2 separate regions of the Sus scrofa genome follow, and region 1 is linked to region 2. A link is a contact called in public HiChIP or PLAC-seq data. All regions are on one chromosome and are shown on one strand. The core of a region is the stretch at or near the end of the contact, and the rest is flanking DNA. Distances in the headings are between cores, read along the strand shown.

Region 1 (2,852 bases), core at 123-2,622, 110 kb before region 2:
GGAGGAGCAGGCTGTGACCTAGAGGAAGCACATGGAGGTGGTAAGGGGCTTCAGGGGTCTGCGGGGAGAAGATATAGCCCAGTACAAGATTGGGCGAAGGGGAGGCACTGCTGAACTTCCTTTCCCGTGTTTCGTTGTTTCCCCTCTGTCGCGCCAGCACACCCATCTGAGAGCCGGCCAGGCTGAAGTCACCCCAAAGGAAACGTTGCAGTAATAAGAGTCACCTGCCTTTATTTAGATCTGGCTTTCCTGCCCTTCCTTTCTTTCCCCCCAAATTTATGAATGGAAATAGATAAGGAGAGGTTGAATTGGCCAAGGCCATAGGTTGCATCTTGATTTTCTGGTCTCTGGGAAAGAGGCAGGGAACCATCTCCAACTGGAAATCTTAGGCTTCTATTCATTGTACCACTTTATGTTACTCAGTACATTTTGTTCAAATGAATTGTGCAAATAAGTTATTTCTAGTGCTCAGGGCATAGTCTGTGAACTGATCTGTCTGTATCTCATAAATTTTCCATTTGGATGATCAGAGCAGGGCAGAAGTTTCTCGCTGTGCTATTAAGCTACAGGCAACTGTTGTCACTGGCTGACCCTGGGTTGTAAGTACGTGGGAACTTGGTGGAGGGCTTCACAGAGGGAAAGGAAGGAGTTAGCTCTGTGAAGTCTGCCTTTGGGTTGGTGGGGAGCTCTTTGTAAGTGCTTCTGTTTTAACGACTTTGCCAGAGTTTCATCTTATCCAGACAGATACACAGCAAAGGAGAACTAATTTGGGCAAGTAGAATTGGTGGTAAATCTGAATTTTATGGAATGTGTTCAAAGGGATGACAGGAGTTAGAACTGCTCACAGATCCCTGCCAGGTAGAGTTTCCGCAGGACCTTCTGTGATGGAAAAAAAAAAGATAAGGGTAATTTCGATTAGCACATTTGCCACATAGATGGGTGCTGTCGATGTGCTTAAAGATGTGTGTTTTCAATTACAAATGTCTGTGTGTTTGACTTTTAATTGGCTAAGCAATGTGCTTCTTTATGAAGATCCATTTCCGGTTTGCTCCTATTGAAGGTATCACAATCTCATATTTGAACAAATGCCAGACGGATGAGTGTCCTAGATAGTGAGCCCTTGTCCATCCCACTATTTGGCTCCAGCAGTGGTTTCATGAGAAAATAATGGTACTAAAGCTGTGGCTTAGAGCCCTGAGAAGCAGTTTCAGCCATGCCTAGGAGGCAGAGGTGAGAGGGTATCTCTCAGCCCAAGGCAGCGAGCTGTGTGCTCTCTTCAAGCCCTGCACTTCCACATGTTCAGATACTCAGATTTAGGCTCAGCCCACACGGTTCCAAATGCAGCCTCACATAGAATTGCCAAGGTAGACACGTCTCGGAGTTCCGGGAGAAGGATGGAGAATGAGCAGCTTACGTGGTGGAGGCACACATCTAGGAGATGCTAAAAAAAAGTACCCGCCAGAGACTGACTGGCTTTCATAAAGTGAGTGCACCAAACTTCCAGTTAGTTGAGCAGAGCCTGGGAGCCCAGAGTCCCTGGATTGCCCAGCCTCAGGGAGCAAGTTCACTTCTTAATAGTTTCTTAGCTCTCCTCCTACTTGGCAAACCGAGAATCTGACGCAACACAGAGGAACAGTAAAAGTCATGTGAATCTGGAAATATGCCCCCTTTCCAGGCATTTGTTTAGAGTTTCCTGGCATTGGATTGTTTAGAAGGCAGTATTGCAAGAGAATGCACATTTTTTACATAATACTGTGGTTGAGAGCAGGGTTTCCTACCAACTCCCTGATTATTTCACTAAGTAAGGAATTAGTCAGAAGGCCATTGAAAAATCTTTTATTTTTCTTATTCATGTGAGACTGTGGTGGTTTGCCTGTGCTCGATATCATTGATGGCTAGATTCCCCCTGTGGAATTCTTAAAAATAGGGTCATGAATGTGTATAAACCTTAGCTGATTTCTATCTAGGATGAGGAGAAGGTAGTTGGTTAGGGTGAGCCATTCATGTAATTAGCCATCTAATCGCTAAGCACCCGGGCTCTGTTAGGTCCAGGAAGGGATTCAGAAGCAGACCTCAGGCCGCTCAGAGAACCAAGCACATAAAACAGTGTTGAATCAGCTTGTCTGTGGTAATGGCACTCACCCATCTTGGTAAATCAGACAATGTTATTAGCTAAGCAGAACCAAGATCATATTATCTATATCTATCGATAAGTCTAATTATTCAGTCATTGTTAACTGACTGACTGTTATATGCAATCAATAAGATATTCTCTTAAGGACTGAGACAGTCCAATTGAAGAAGTAGGGTAGAAGAATAACACTGGGTTAAATAACCCTCTCTGCCTTCACAGTGTAAGCCAATGGCATAAAGATATAATGTACAGGATATGATTAATCGTCACATGGGTGCTTCAGTTACTGCCATGAATTCATAGGAGGGAGTTTTCTAAATACCCTCTTCCTTAGAAAAGGCATCACCAAGGAGGAAGAGAACAGGAAGTGTCTGATGCATGCAGAGGAGGGCCTTGGGGAAGAGTCGCCAAGACGTTTTAGGAGTGACCAAGGGCAAGGAGGGGTTGCCATGTGAAAAGAAATCAGCTCAAGTAGAAAATAGTGAGAGCGGGTCAAGTTTAGACTACCAGCCTGAGCTGCTCGAAGTGGAATCCCTAGACTAGCAGCACTGGACCACCTGGGAGCTTGTTAGATATGCAGAACCTCAGGTCTCAGGCTAGACCTACAGACTCAGGATTTGGGGGGCCTGGGGTCCAGGAATCCGTGTGGGTGTTTTACATGTCCACTTGATTTTTATGTGTGCTAAAATTTGGAAAGCATGACTACTGATAATTTGGG
Region 2 (2,705 bases), core at 53-2,552:
ACCCCAAATATTTATCACTTCTTAGGATCTCACAGTAAGTCAGGAATCTGGGCATGACTTAGCTGGATGCCTCTTCTCAGGGTCTCTCACCGGCTATGGCCAAGGTGTCGGCTGGGCTGCAGTCTCATCCGATGACTCACCTAGGGAAGGATCCACTTCTAAACTCAGGGCCGTGGTTGCTGACAGGATTCAGTTCCTCTCTCAGGGCCTCGGTTCCTTACTGGATTTTGGCCAAAGGCCTCCCTCTGTCCTTCACCAGGTGGGTCTTTCCCTTGTGAAGCTCAGAACATGGCACTGACTTCCCTCAGAGCAAGGGAGCGAGAGGGCACCCTCGAGATCAAAGCCACAGTCTTTCTCTTACGTCATCTTCAGGGTGACTTCCCATCACTACAGCCATGCCACTTCACCACTCACTTCCTTGGAAGTGAATCACCAGGTCCAGCCCACACCCCAGGGGATTACACAGGACATGAGGATCAGGAGGTGAAGATCCCTGGAGACACTCTAGAGGCTGCTCTATACACAAGGGTCTCTCTTTTCCAACTGTACATCTCTGGGACACTTGATTTCTTTCTATGCTTCAACCAAACACAATATAAGAGCTTTCATAAGAAGTATATTTAAGACCCAGTTGCCCTGTATTAAGCTCACAGTAAAGAGATTTGTAGAAATAGGAGTTCCCACTGTGGCACAGTGTGTTAAGAGTCTGACCACAGCAGCTCAGATTGCAGAGGCAGTGGTTCCATTTCCGGCCCAGTAAAGTGGGTTAAAGGATCCGGCATTACCACAGCTGAGGCAGAGGTCACAACTGAGGTTTGGATCCAGTCCCTGGCCCAGGAACTTCCATATGCCATGAGTGCGGCCATCAGCTAAATAAATAGATTTGTAGAAAGAGAAAACAATGCCACTCTGGGGATAGATATAACCAACATTAAAGCAAACAAACAGAAAAACCTCTTGTTGGCTCCACCTCGTAAATCAACTATAATTTTTTTAATTCCAAAAAATATTAAAGTAAGAATAAGAGTTCTCGGAGGTCTTCATAATTTTTGAGTGTAACAAAAGACTTGAGACCAGCAAGTTTGAGAACTACAGGTCTGGAAAGGCAGAGCTAGGATACAGCCTGAGGACGGTCGCTTGGTGGGAGGGTGGGGGTGGAGGACACGCTGGGAGAGGTCTCTCTGCCAAACACCATCGGAGGCCTGGACGCTTGGGAAAGGGGTGGTTAAATCCAGCGAGTCCCTGAGAGGAAGGGCCTGAGTCTAACTTTCACTTTCTTCCCAGTTCTGCACACAGGGCGTCTCTGAGTGTTTGCCCTTTTCTGCCTCGGTGTGCATAAATAGGTCCCCCACACAAGAATCAGCTGGCCTGAGCCCATGTGCGTGTGTGCATGTGCGTGTGCGTGTGCGGGCTGATGCGGGCGAGCATGTGTAACATTATCATGTGTGCATGTACACCAGTGTCTGTGTGCCTGTTTAAGCGCAGGTGTGCCTGGGGCCCCTGGGACTGGGCAGGGCCTGGCCAGCAGGCCCCCGAGGCACCCTGCAGAAGGAGGAGGGGGGTAGGGGGTTGGGTGGCATGCCCACCACCGCCACGGCTGTGGACCCCTGAAATGCCCTTGGCCTCTGCTCTCAGCATGACTCTCACATATTTTCATCTTCTATGGGAACTTCCTGATTAGCTTCCTGTTGTTCTTGGACTTTTTTAGTTAGGTTTTTTTTTTTTTTTTTAAATGTCATAATTCTTTAATCGGCTTTTTTATTTTGCCCGGAGAGGCACTGTGGTCCCCGGCCCCCTCTGAGAGAGGGAGAACATATTCTGTCAGGGCAGCCCAGGTACTTAGCTGGAGGTAAAGGTGCCCAGGAGTTGGGCTGGGGCATCAGCACCTCTTTCCATCAAGATAAACCCACCCTTCCAAACCCCAGGTGATTTTGTAGAAGCTGTTCCGAGCAGGGGCAGTGGGAGGGAAAGAAGCCTGGGTAGGGGGTGGGCAATGGGCCTCCCTGCAATTTGTCTCATGGGCACAAGGATCATTTTGAGCTGATGATTTTGAGAAGCTCCTAAAAGAGAGTTGAAGTTAGTCTCTGTAGGGAAATTTACTTTTGCAAAGGAAATCACCTTTCTCTGTAAGGGTGTCTCCTCTCAGTCCTCTGAAGAAAGCCCCTACCAGAGATAACGTTTTCTGCCTGAGACTGAAGAGCAGGGCAACTTCCTTGCCTTTCCCCCTGTCACCTTCTGGGTTGTCTGCTCCCCCCAGAAGCCCCAGGCCCCTGTCCCTTTCCTTTGTCCAGGGCGATGTACATAAGCCTCGATCCTCTGTGCCTTTTGAGTCTCATGTTTTCGTGGGGCTCCCGTGTGCAGGTACCTGCATAATTAAAGTGGTGGTTTCTCTCTCCTGTTCATCTGTCTTACGTCAATGTAGTTCTTAGGCGAGTCACAGAACCTGGACAGGTAAAAGGAAGAATGTTTCCTCCCCTGCAGCCTCAGGGCAGACTTCTCTAGGGGTCAGGGAGGTTCTGGCCAGGGCAGTGTCCCAGGATTGCAGGGCACAGTGACTCAGCAGTTCTGCTCCTTGTCTGTCTTTCCCACCACCTCTGAAGCTGCAGAAGGGAATGAAGCTAGCAAGGAACTCAGCAGCCAGAGCCCAGCCTCGGCTTGGCCCAGCAAGGCCCCAGCCTCACCCCTGGGCAGCTGCCTCCCAGAAA

The links. HiChIP or PLAC-seq counts read pairs in DNA pulled down with a chosen protein or histone mark.
Region 1: a contact with region 2 is called in an H3K27ac HiChIP or PLAC-seq map of alveolar macrophages. The contact joins two enhancer-like sites. A contact is called at or near these places in 5 of 47 Hi-C or Micro-C datasets (alveolar macrophages, liver, mesenchymal stem cells and 2 more) and 2 of 2 datasets of contacts at active chromatin or transcription factors (alveolar macrophages and skeletal muscle).

What each region holds. Positions count from the first base shown.
Region 1 is chr3:94,454,156-94,457,007 of Sscrofa11.1, reverse strand. All of the region lies in intron 11 of PRKCE (protein kinase C epsilon type), which reads left to right. Among named protein-coding and RNA genes, the nearest start is that of EPAS1, 200 kb to the right of the region's middle. Within about 2 kb of position 1,372, at least 23 of the 83 cell types and tissues checked have an H3K27ac peak or open chromatin away from gene starts, as enhancers often do. A contact at or near this core is called in alveolar macrophages, liver and retroperitoneal adipose tissue, where this site is marked.
Region 2 is chr3:94,339,823-94,342,527 of Sscrofa11.1, reverse strand. No RefSeq gene overlaps it. Among named protein-coding and RNA genes, the nearest start is that of EPAS1, 88 kb to the right of the region's middle. Within about 2 kb of position 1,302, at least 31 of the 83 cell types and tissues checked have an H3K27ac peak or open chromatin away from gene starts, as enhancers often do. A contact at or near this core is called in alveolar macrophages, liver and retroperitoneal adipose tissue, where this site is marked.